Linked DNA regions of Anas platyrhynchos: region 2 is linked to region 1. Evidence: chromatin contacts called from public Hi-C data. All regions are on one chromosome and are shown on one strand. Each heading gives the region's core, a stretch centred on a gene start, on an enhancer-like site or on the middle of the called end of the contact. The rest is flanking DNA. Distances are from core to core; before and after follow the strand shown. Region 1 has its middle 23 kb from the start of FOXL3. Region 2 overlaps DNAAF5 (dynein axonemal assembly factor 5).

The links. A called contact is a pair of places that touch in the nucleus more often than the background predicts.
Region 2: a contact with region 1 is called in a Hi-C map of subcutaneous adipose tissue, with 4 times the contacts expected there. The contact joins two enhancer-like sites. A contact is called at or near these places in 2 of 8 Hi-C or Micro-C datasets (F1 follicle and subcutaneous adipose tissue).

Annotation. Positions count from the first base shown.
Region 1 is chr15:13,706,975-13,712,245 of IASCAAS_PekinDuck_T2T, forward strand. No RefSeq gene overlaps it. Among named protein-coding and RNA genes, the nearest start is that of FOXL3, 23 kb to the left of the region's middle. Within about 2 kb of position 3,832, at least 1 of the 8 cell types and tissues checked has an H3K27ac peak or open chromatin away from gene starts, as enhancers often do. A contact at or near this core is called in subcutaneous adipose tissue, where this site is marked.
Region 2 is chr15:14,062,969-14,068,945 of IASCAAS_PekinDuck_T2T, forward strand. It overlaps DNAAF5 (dynein axonemal assembly factor 5), which reads left to right. Exons shown (of 14, transcript XR_011803624.1): 11 at 1,304-1,460; 12 at 3,285-3,476; 13 at 3,955-4,171; 14 at 5,272-5,431. Among named protein-coding and RNA genes, the nearest start is that of SUN1, 6.9 kb to the right of the region's middle. Within about 2 kb of position 2,748, at least 1 of the 8 cell types and tissues checked has an H3K27ac peak or open chromatin away from gene starts, as enhancers often do. A contact at or near this core is called in subcutaneous adipose tissue, where this site is marked.

The DNA of each region.
Region 1 (5,271 bases), core at 2,582-5,081:
CAGTTGGCTGAAGCACCTGAAAAATTTCAGTTAATTTACAAGCTTGTCAGAACGGCTCACATTTACATTTTTTTCTTTTTGCTCATTAAATATTTGACCACAAACATTCCCCCAGTTCACATCTCAACACCTCACCATTTTTGACCCTGTTTAACTTGTGAGAGCTGAATCCTTCCTAGTCTGAAGTGGGAATGGCTGGAGGCAGGAGAGATACCAAACAAACAATGCTTGTAATATTACCCCACAGCAAAAAGAACTAGGATACATTAGTTTAACTCTCCCACTGTGCCAGGGAACTTCATCAAAGTGCATGACCTTGTTAATCATATGCTTTGGCATGCTGCCAGACACAAACAGTGAGTTTAAAGTCAAGTAATCATTTCAATGTTGATTTTTTTTAATATTATTTTTATTTTTTTCTGCTTTCATTGGCATTTAACTCATAATGTTAGTTTAACATACTTTTTGTTTCTAATATTAATATGTACCAATATTTACAGAAAAAACAGGATGAATTACACTGGAAGGAAAGATGCTGGTATCACACTGCTGAAGTTCAGCTCTTAAAGAGGGAAAAGAAACTCCTAATGTTGTCTCAGCTGGAATAGTTGCTAAGTTCACTACTAGCAGCTTTCCTTGCTGAGAACAGTATCTTTAGCATGGTCAATGCTTCTGAGATGCTGTGATAACATTGCCATTTATTTTAAGGGATTTTTTTCTAACAGTTCTAGCTGAGAATCCATCATGACGTTCAACCACTGTCATTAAAACCTCCCCAAAACCCAACCCAAAGACAACTCTCTAAAGCCTGAAGAAAGAAACAACTCTCTCATTACCAAGTATAGAAAGGGATTTTTTTTTTTTTTTCATTGACTGCTCAGTAAGATCATACACAGTTTTGGATCTGGCAGCTAGAGATCCCCACTCTCCCAAAAACGGAACAACTGAAAAAACAACTTGTAGTAAAAAATCCCATCAGACTGACAGAGCAAGAGCTCAGACTCGCACTCAGGAGGCCAAGCTGTGGAGTGCTCTGAAGTTTTTCCATGTAGATGTGCCAAAGACTGTGTTTGCCTCATGTACTTTTTTGCTCATGAGTGCAGTTCAAAAGGGTGAGTCTTGCTGTGATTAAAGCCCTATTATCTTCTGACGAGACTTTTCGCAGGCTTTCTCAGTAAAATGTTGTTGTTGTTTTTCCTGGTTGTTATAAACACTCAGAGAGTTCCATGGATATATTTTATTAATATATATATATATATATATATATATGTAATAATAATAGGAAAAAAAAAAGATTCAAACCCCACCCCAAACTTTTCTAATGGGAGCTGATATGGGCAGAAGAGCGGTTGCTTGTTGGCAGAAGTCAGAACATGATGTGAATCATAAAAAAGGCACCATCGGCATCATCAGGCAAGGGGAAGGTAAGGGTAGCAAAGCAGCTCTGGGGCCAAAGAGCCATGTACTAGGACATGGCTGAGCCACCTGCTGTGGTTGAGAAATGATCAGCAGCTCTAAAATAGATGAATGAGCCAGCTTCAAAAAAAAAAAGGTCGTTACAGTGGCAGTGGTGTCTGGGTGATAGCACACATCAATCAACAGATAAATGCGGGATAGTAGAAAGGTTTTATTTTCTTCATAGCCTCTCCTTTTGCTCTTTAGCACCTATAACACAGATATTTACCAGTTTAAGGGCTGTAAGGGTTTAGAACATCCCAATCTGATCATTTTTCAAACTAGTCAATTGCTAATTTTTGACAGAATAGAAAATAAATTACGGGACAAAAATTAAACTGAAATCTTTTCCGTCAAAAGGAAGGGAAAAAAATAAAGGAATAACTTTAATGAATTTCAAAATAGATTATTTCAATTTTTTCTTATATGAAACATTTTATTTTGAAAAACTTTGCAGTTCTTGTTTTTGATGCCTCCCAGAGTAAAACTCCTTGACTTCTTGTTTTGCAAACAGCGGTTTTCATTTCATGAAAATCACTTCACAAGCCTTGAGAAGGATAAATAGCCTGAAAATGAAAGACAAACAAAAACATGTCTGGTTAACCAAAAAGAAAAATTTCAGAGGTGGGGGAGGTTCACTTTATTTCATCAAAAAATTTCCAAAAGCCTTTTTCACTTCAATCCAACCCAACATCTCCCCCAGCTTGCTTTGTTTTTCCCCAGTTTGCCCCCAGAACCACCAGAGGTCCTTCATGCCCCCATGTCTATCAATCAGTGGCTCTTCTGCATGTTGAAATTTTTAAGAGAGCAGGAGGGCAGGCGCTGGAGCTGTTTGGCAGCAAAGGGGACAGGCTGTTCCCATGGTGGGTGGGAACGTAGCAGCCCAGGAGCCATCCTCGGACGACGCCTGGAGGACCTCTTTGTTCAGGAGAACGACAGGGTCAGCTTGGTCTGGTCTGAGTTAAGCCAAAGATGAAGCTTCCAGTGACATCTCTTGCAAAGGACTAGAGGGGAGGACTGACTGAAGATGGGGCTCATTGCAGTAGGCTGGATGCAGATAAATGCAGCTGTATGGTGTCTACATAGAATATCCCCCTTTGGGTTTCCTTTACTATTAAGCAAGATGTAGTCAAGACACTCATCGCTGTCTAAGCATGATTCATCTCTTAATGCTGCTTTCTCAACTAGATCAGCTGAAAGGTGCCGTAAGTGCTCATTTCGATAAATGTTTGTGAAAAGGGATGTAGGGTGACTAAATGTAGACACTAAAATTAGATAAACCCAGTCCCATCCAGAAAACAAAAAACAAAAAACAACAACAACAAATACCAAAATACACACCTAAGGAACCATTAAACAATACTTTGTGTATGTGGCAAATGGTAGATGCATTAAACTACCTGTAGAGATTGACGTGTCAGACACTTTAGATACTTTTATTTGCAGATCTAGCTCCCAGCACAGGAAAATGAGTCACAGTGCCTGCCCTTACCCTTGATCTCAGCTCAGGCCGCTGGCCATGCAAAGGGGAGACAAGCAAAACTTGTACCTTAGTTTGGGCCCTTGAAAACTGGCTGTTTTATATGACTAAGGAAAAAAGGCGGAACAGAGGCCAAGATTAACTGGAAGAAAAATTGGGGTTAGGTAGGTAGGTATGACTTGAAAACTGCTTTTCTGCTACAGTGTCATGGAGGAACCAGACCTGAATGTAAATGGGAAAGAGTGTCCAAGTGGAACACATGCTGAAGGAGGATTTCCTAACCCATTGCCTAAAGAATTAGGCAAACTGGTGAAATAACCAAAATACAGACTTGGAAGCTTAAATACAGTCCTGTAGGCTTGTAGTAGTAGTAAGGCACCTGTCTGCTCTTCCCCTCTCCAAAAATCTCTATTAAACATGTTTTAAGGAGAAGCAAAGCTGAGCGCAGAGATCTGCAGACAGATGCCAGGAAAATCACCCTGCGGTCTCAGTCCTATCAGGTTTCCTTTCATCCCTTTCCTTGTCATCGACAACATAGCATTGCATGTGATGGAGGTTATTGCACCAGCTTCATCTTGCCAGCCTTGTGACGTGTCCTCATGAGCAGTGCCAGGGGGTTAGCAGAGGAGCGCTGCTTGATGTGCCCATCTACATCCTCAGGGAAAAGGGGCTAGGGGAGCTCCCCTGGATCCAAAAACTTTTTGTTGCTGGAGTACCCATGACATTGCTGGTTAAAAGTGGAGTACCAGATAATTGCCTTTAAATATCTTGGAATACAGTTCATATGTGACAATCCAGAAAGGAGAAATAAATTTTGCGGCAGCCAGAGGAGCCTTTTGTAGGATTTCACCACTTGGTGGCAATAGTAGTAAAGGTTTGACACAAAAGATTTTTCTGGAAGCTCCCAAGCCATTCAAACTACAAACTGGGCTGCTGTTCAGTCTACCTTGTGGCATAATATAGCTCTATTTTTCTGTCTGGAGAAATCAACTGCCACAGCTACTTTACTAGAAACTGCGTCCACTTTTTATCCTCACATATCCGGTGAGGACTGCAGATGATTCCGAGATTTCTTTGAATATCTTCTTTACTTTTTTTTTTTTTTCCCTCCCACCTTTTCCTTCTCCAAAACGCATAATTGCAGCTTCTGTGAAATGTTAATTCACAGAAGGCTATATTCTCAGAACTGAGAAAATTGCAACATTCGAGTTTTTTTAGCAAATGAGGGAGACTTCAAAACACAAAAGTTGCCTAAATGTTCCAGTAAGGTCAGATATTTCTCTACCAGTCTAATTTCTAGAAGAAAAATAAAAAAATAATTAAATAAATTACTTCCTCTCCAAAGTACTGCTTTGCCATCTATTTCTCCCAAAACATGAAAGGAGAATAAATCCGGAGTCAGTTGCTAGTGCTGACTGACCAATATTGCAACATCATTTCAAGAGGTAATAATAAACCTCTATCATCTTCCATTGTGCAGAAGTAAGAGTTCAATACTGACATTCATCCTCCCCTAGGGCGGAGCAGGGTGCTGATTTGCACTGGCCACAGTGTGCAGCTTGTGCAGGGGCAGCAGAAGGGGCAAGGAACAGGCTGCAGATGGTATTTTAGGCAGACAAATCATGATGCACATTGTGTGTCACCTTAGACACATGCTACAGCCGTGGCGAAGGGCTCCAAGAGCACTCATAGTAGTCACGCCAGTACATCAGCTGTAGCATGGGATGAAGCGTGGAGCTGGAGCTCCTCTCTCATACAGGAATTACAACATGACAGCATGCACACAGGAGTTAACACCCCATTCCTGTGAGAAGTGCCAGGGATTTATGGCTCTCCTGAAGGATTTTTTGCCGCTGCAGCCATGATCCAGAAGCTCCATGCAGCGTTGTCTGCAGTGCTGGATCAGCAACGGCATTTCCTGGAGCACCTGTGTTTTTCTTGGAGATCCCTCACATCTCTATACTGACCAGACCTGATGTTGCTTATCTTCAGTGATTAGATCAGCTCATATCTCCAGAACTGGAAGGAATGATATAAAAACATACCATCCTACACCATCTCAAATGACCTGCCAGGAAGCAGTTTATTTATATGTCCCAGGCACTCAATCTACTGTGCAGATATGTATGAGCAGACAGGTGCAGATTTAGCAGGAAAGCCCCCCATAAAGCACTTTAACCCTGCCATCACCCATTTGCGTTCACAGCTGTAGTAGCACACTGCTATGCCTCTAGGGACCACCTGGCCTCTCCCCAGTTTCTTTTGCTACTGTTTTGGTGGTGGCCATCTGCATTCTGGCAAGCAGGCTATGGCTGTTGCACTTCTTATTGCCATCA
Region 2 (5,977 bases), core at 1,498-3,997, 350 kb after region 1:
AAATTCTCTTTCTCATCAAGCATACTTTGAAATCTTAGGCAGGAAAGCAAAATAAATGCAAGGAAAACAAATAAACAAAAAATCCTTTTTTTAAGTAGGATTTTCAGGTGGATGTATAGTTTTCATAATAAAATTAATTGCAACTGAGTGCTAATAACTGAAATGATCAGAAGTGAGGAGAGGGTGATATCCTGACAAAAGACCTGAGACCTGCTATATGGTGTAGAACTTGCCATCATGAAATTTTGTAGATCTGCTCTAGCATAACGCCAGTTCTGAGACACCAAATACTCAGGCCCTTGACATAACTGGCCCCTTAGCCAGTACGTGCAGAGCGGCACTGGAGCTAGCCAGTACATGCTTTTGTGTAATGTGGTGAAGACAACTTGTCTGGTTGCCTTGGAACCCACAGGTCCATTTAGGAAAAAAATGTAAAAGATTCCTGGAAAGGGCAGGAGGAGTTGAGATGGAACTTGAAGGGTATCTATAGAAACTAAAATAGAGAGCTGGCAAGGAATATGCTTAAAGAAATGTAAGGTTCTGTAGTGATCAAGGATTAATTGAATCTGAGGAGGTTTTTGAAGCTTGTTTGCTAGCAAAAATGGCATGTGGAAGGAAAAATGTTCAATATAAGGACATTTTTAAAAACAAATGGACTTTAAGTTTTATTAAATGCTTATAATCTTTATTGCCTTTATAATAGACCTTAATTGAACAGAATGCTTAAACACATGTAACTGGTTGATTTCACGTATATGAAAATAACATCAGAGACTACTGTTGTGTTTAAATGTTTTTCTGAATCAGTGGGGGACCTAAACACCCTTTTACATTAATGTATATGAAATGTACATATTAAAGTCAAATAATGAAACTCACTAAAAATGTTGTATTAAAATCTTTATTTAAAAGCTTCCTTTTGGAATAAGAGCACCATCTACTGGTACATACACATAATCCTCATCTCCAAATTACTGAAAGTCTTGCCAAGATTTTTTTTTTTTTTAATAAAAAGACAAGCAAGACTAAAGCTTTTACAGATAATGTAAAACTCATGCATATATACTGAGTATTCATGAAATGGCTGTTCTATTGGTGGATTTTCCATTTCCCAAGCTTCTTTAGAGGTAAAAATGAAGCTAACATCAGGAGATTCAGGTGTAATTATAATTAACTTTATCTTTTTAAATTGTGCAAGCCAGTATCTGTCAGATCTAATGATAACTGATGTAACCAATAAGCACATTGTTTCAGAGAGACTGAAAAGCTGTTGGTTTTTATATGCTTTTCTTGTTAATTCTAGACCTTGAAAGTCAAAGATGTGCTAATGCCCGAAATTATTGCTGCCATGGATGAAGACTCTAAAATTAGTCGACTGATGGGTTGCTGTATTGTTGGTGTTTTTTTAAAAGTCTGTGGGAGGCAGTTTGATGAAGACCAGCTTACCAAGATTTACCCAGGTAAGTGTGAGAGTTTTGGGGTTTTATGATGGAGGCACATCTCCATATTGAAAAATTACACTTACTTTTTCTCCTGAAGTGTCATAGAAGCTTTGTTTGTAATGATAAAAAGTCCTCGTTCTGGAGCAGTAAGCAGATTCTCTCTGGAGCTTTAGGATTCACTCCAAAGGTTGTCCACCTCACCTGCAGTTTAATTGCAGCTGGTAGCAATGAAAGTACTAACACAGACTAAGAAATGACAAATCTGCTATGTCTAATGGCTTTAGTACTACCTGAAGAGCAAAAAAGCCTTTACAAACAGGTGTAGATTTCATGTTGACTTGGTTTCTCACACATGTTTATTTTACTCCCATAAACATATTCTAGTGCTATGGTTCTGTTCTTTTATCTGGTGTTTTAACTATTTGGGTACGTATCCCCTAGAGTAATTTTATATAGTAATTTATATAAAATTAAGGAAAAGTGGGGGAAAAAAAAGTGGAAAAAGTAGATTGGGCAAAATCATACGGTCAGCAACAGTTTTGTATATGAGAGGCAATTTAACATCTTAATCCTGCGGAGATGAAGACATGCCTGGACAGATATTCTCTCCACTTGAATACGTCTTTTACCAGAGCATAACAATCAATTAACAATCAATTAACAATCGACCTCATCGCAGTCTACAACTTCCTAGTAAGGGGGTGTCGAGAGGCAGGAGACCTTTTCTCCATTAACACCAGCGACAGGACCCGCGGGAACGGGGTTAAGCTGAGGCAGGGGAAATTTAGGCTTGACATCAGGAGGGGGTTCTTCACAGAGAGAGTGGTTGCACACTGGAACAGGCTCCCCAGGGAAGTGGTCACTGCACCGAGCCTGATTGAATTTAAGAAGAGATTGGACTGTGCGCTTAGTCACATGGTCTGAACTTTTGGGTAGACCTGTGCGGTGTCAAGAGTTGGACTTGATGATCCTTAAGGGTCCCTTCCAACTCAGGATATTCTATGATTCTATGATTCTATGATTTGTTACTGCCAAGTGAGACTGCATAAAGTATATAAAGTACAGGTATGCATTTTAAAGAATCAAGATGTTAACACACGTGAGTAGGTATTAAGTATGACTCCAACAGCACTTGCTTCTTGCAGGCCCTTTCTGTACTAGCTTTTCAACTGCAACATTTCATTTTATTAAGATATTCTGTTGCTGATATGCTAATATCATTTTTATATGCCCTTGCTACCAGCTGAGCAGAACTGAGCTGAAGTATTCCCGATGTTATTATACATTAGACCACTAGATGGAACTTTAGTCAGTGTTATTGTCTCCAAGGCTTACCAGTATTTCATCTGCCTTGCTTCCTAGTTTAGACTATGTGAAATAATGTTTTAACTATAGTGAAAGTAGAACAGTAATGTGTTATATAAATGGTAGTCACATCGTTCTCCATGTTGTGTGGGGTAGGTTTTAAAAAAAAAAAGAGGAAGAAACTACTAATCTGCAGTGCTGTATTGCCAAATAGAGATACTTTCTCTAAAACTTATTAGTATCATATTGGTATGAAGGTAGAGTGTGTTAGCCAACTAATCTAAATAATTTAATAAATGTATTTTAATATTTTGACAACATAATTAACTTTTAGAAAACAATCCAATAACAATCCTATGCATGCTTTTAGGAAGAATATACATGTATTCCACAAGTTCAAAAGACAGAAAGATGTCATGTATATAAATGCAACAACAATTTCAGTGATTACAAAATAAATTTGTGTTTTGAAATAAAAATAAAAAGGTAACTTCTCTGTTAATAGTGATGATTGGTTGTATATTTGTTCCTTTGCAGAAGTCCTAAAGCGTTTGGATGATGCTTCACGTGATGTACGACTGGCAGCTGCTCGCACCTTAACTAATTGGTTTAATTGTGTAAAAGACAGTGATATGAAATCTGTAATGAAAAGTAATATTGAGATTTTGTATCAAGAACTGTTGATACATCTGGATGACCAAGATCAAGATACTCAAAATGCAGTCCTAAGTAAGACTTTCAGTCATATATATTTTTTTTGACAATGCTTTACAAAGAATGCTACTTCCATGTAACACTTGAAAACTCTTACTGCTAGGGACTAGTTGCAGTGAGTATGAGCTCAGACCTTTCACCTGTATGCAGAATGTTTTATCTAGTATTCACTAGAGTCGGAATATGAGCATATCTGATGTATCAGAACCCTGTATAAACAGTAGACAGGATATGGACCATAGACACTAACCACTGCAGGATGTGACCATACCCTATCTCTTAATAAATTCTGTGGAATTTATTGGTGTATCCGTTTATGCATTCAAGCATATAGATATCAAAATGCAGACTTCAGTAAATGAGAGGGGAATTAGTTTTTCATGATTGCGCAACTAACAGAAAACTTCCAGGTTAGGTTTCAGCTACTTTGAGGGAACCTGGACAGAGAAAGACAGAGCAGCTAATGTTTTATAAACCATATTTTGTTTTACAGATGCTTTAAAAGAAGGCAGCATTTTATATCCAGAACTGCTTGTGAGAGAAATTGAAGTGATTATACATAAGCATCGAACACCAGTCTATTGTAATCAACTACTACATCACATTCAGTCAGCCAAAGAACCACTGTTATGAATCAATGCTGATTTTTTAGTGAACTGCATGTGAAATCTGTTTGATCTGGATTGGTTTCATATTTTCATTTTCTTAAGGTAGGCTGAGCAATAAATAGATTTTTTTTTTCCTTCATAAGTTCAGTATTAGTTCATTTAAAACTCAGGTTAGCACAATTCTATGTTCTTTGCCATGTGAAGGTGGTTATTTTTTTTTTTTCTTTTCCTAGCAATAAGACAATGTTTAAATTCACGTTGCATTGAAACTTTTCCAGGTACAAGGTTTAAAAGAGGAATATTTTTGAGGAATCTGATACTATTTATATTTGAGAAAGATAATTTATTTTAAAAAATAATAGTGTAATGTTAAATTTATGTAATTCAGCGAGTACTTAGTCTTCTAAGGAGCATTTCAAACTGGATGATATTCAGACTTTGCAGAGTCAGGTCTGTGAGGAACAGTTTTATCAGAAGTGAAGACAGCCAAACTTCTGTTGCATAGCGCAGCAGAATTTTCATGGTGTTCTGAGTACTTATACTAGCATAACATAGGGGACATATTCTGAGTAGGTGTCACTAAAGGAATGTTTTGTATTGTCATTGTATTACATGTTATGACTGAGAATAAAACTAACATTTTTTAAATTAAGGATTGTAATGGAAGGAAATGTGCTGTTTTGTCACTTAGATTAACAATATTTATATTGTTTTTGTTAAATATACAGCATCTGCATCTTTTATGTTTATACTACAGTGCCTTGGAAGGCAAACAACATTTGTTTGCATACTACTTTGAAGTGAAATTCTCCAATATTAGGTTAAAGCATTTCTTTAAATACCTTTGTAGTGTACAAGTTGTGGAGTTTTCTCGCATTCTTAGCTATGTAATAAAGTGGGCTTCTTAGATTCCTGTCTGAGTCATTCTGGGGTACAGTGCTATTTATTGCACACACAAAAATCATGGAAAAGCAGGTTCCTGATTTTTTAAAATTATTAGTATTATAGGCAGAAAATATTTTTTGTTTCTACCTCCCAAGTACCTTGGCTTTGTATCAAGTCTAAGAACAGGCTCTTCAAGGTTTGGGAATACTCCTTATGATGTAGGAGTACTCCTCATGTTTGCTTATCCTTCTGAGATAACTACTTTTTCAGATTTAACGACTTAATTGTACCAAACCATGGTCTGTTTGCATCAATAGGTACTGGCAATCTCGAAGAAACATTTGAGAGAAAAGAGATACACAAAGCAAGACCTACTTCTATCTTAAAAGCAAAGTTATGAAAACTTGTGGCTACTCCTCCATAAAATACTGGGTTGTTTTGAAAACCCTATCAAAAGGGACAATAACACTAAAGATACTGAATAAATGAGTACTTTCTTAGCAATCTAAAAGCTCTTTGTCGTTTCTCTAGAACTGGATGCTAATTTTAAATCAATTACACTGTGTCATTGAAGTTTTCATGAAAAGAAAAGCTATAACTGTTCCTTTACTGAGTAGCATTTTAGTTGACTAATAACTTAATAATGTGTAGCTCAATATAACGAGAAGGCCATCAGAAATTCTTACAATGTACAGTAAATACAAGTCACTAGGAAACATTACATTGAATAAAGAAGTCATGGAGTCTCCACCCCTTGGGGATATTCAAAACCTGACTTAATACATCCTGGGCAACCTGTTCTACCTGACTCGGCTTGAGCAGGGATTTAGACTACATGATCTCCAGAGGTCCGTTCCAGCCGGAATTATTCTGTGTTTCTGTGAAATTGTTTTCTTAGTCTCATCAATCATTAAAAATCCAATCTAATTAGACTGGAAATGGACTACATAGCCATCTTAGCAGAGCCCTCTTGAGATTTCATTCAACACCTTATTCTCAAAAAAACAGGATTTCAAAGCTCTG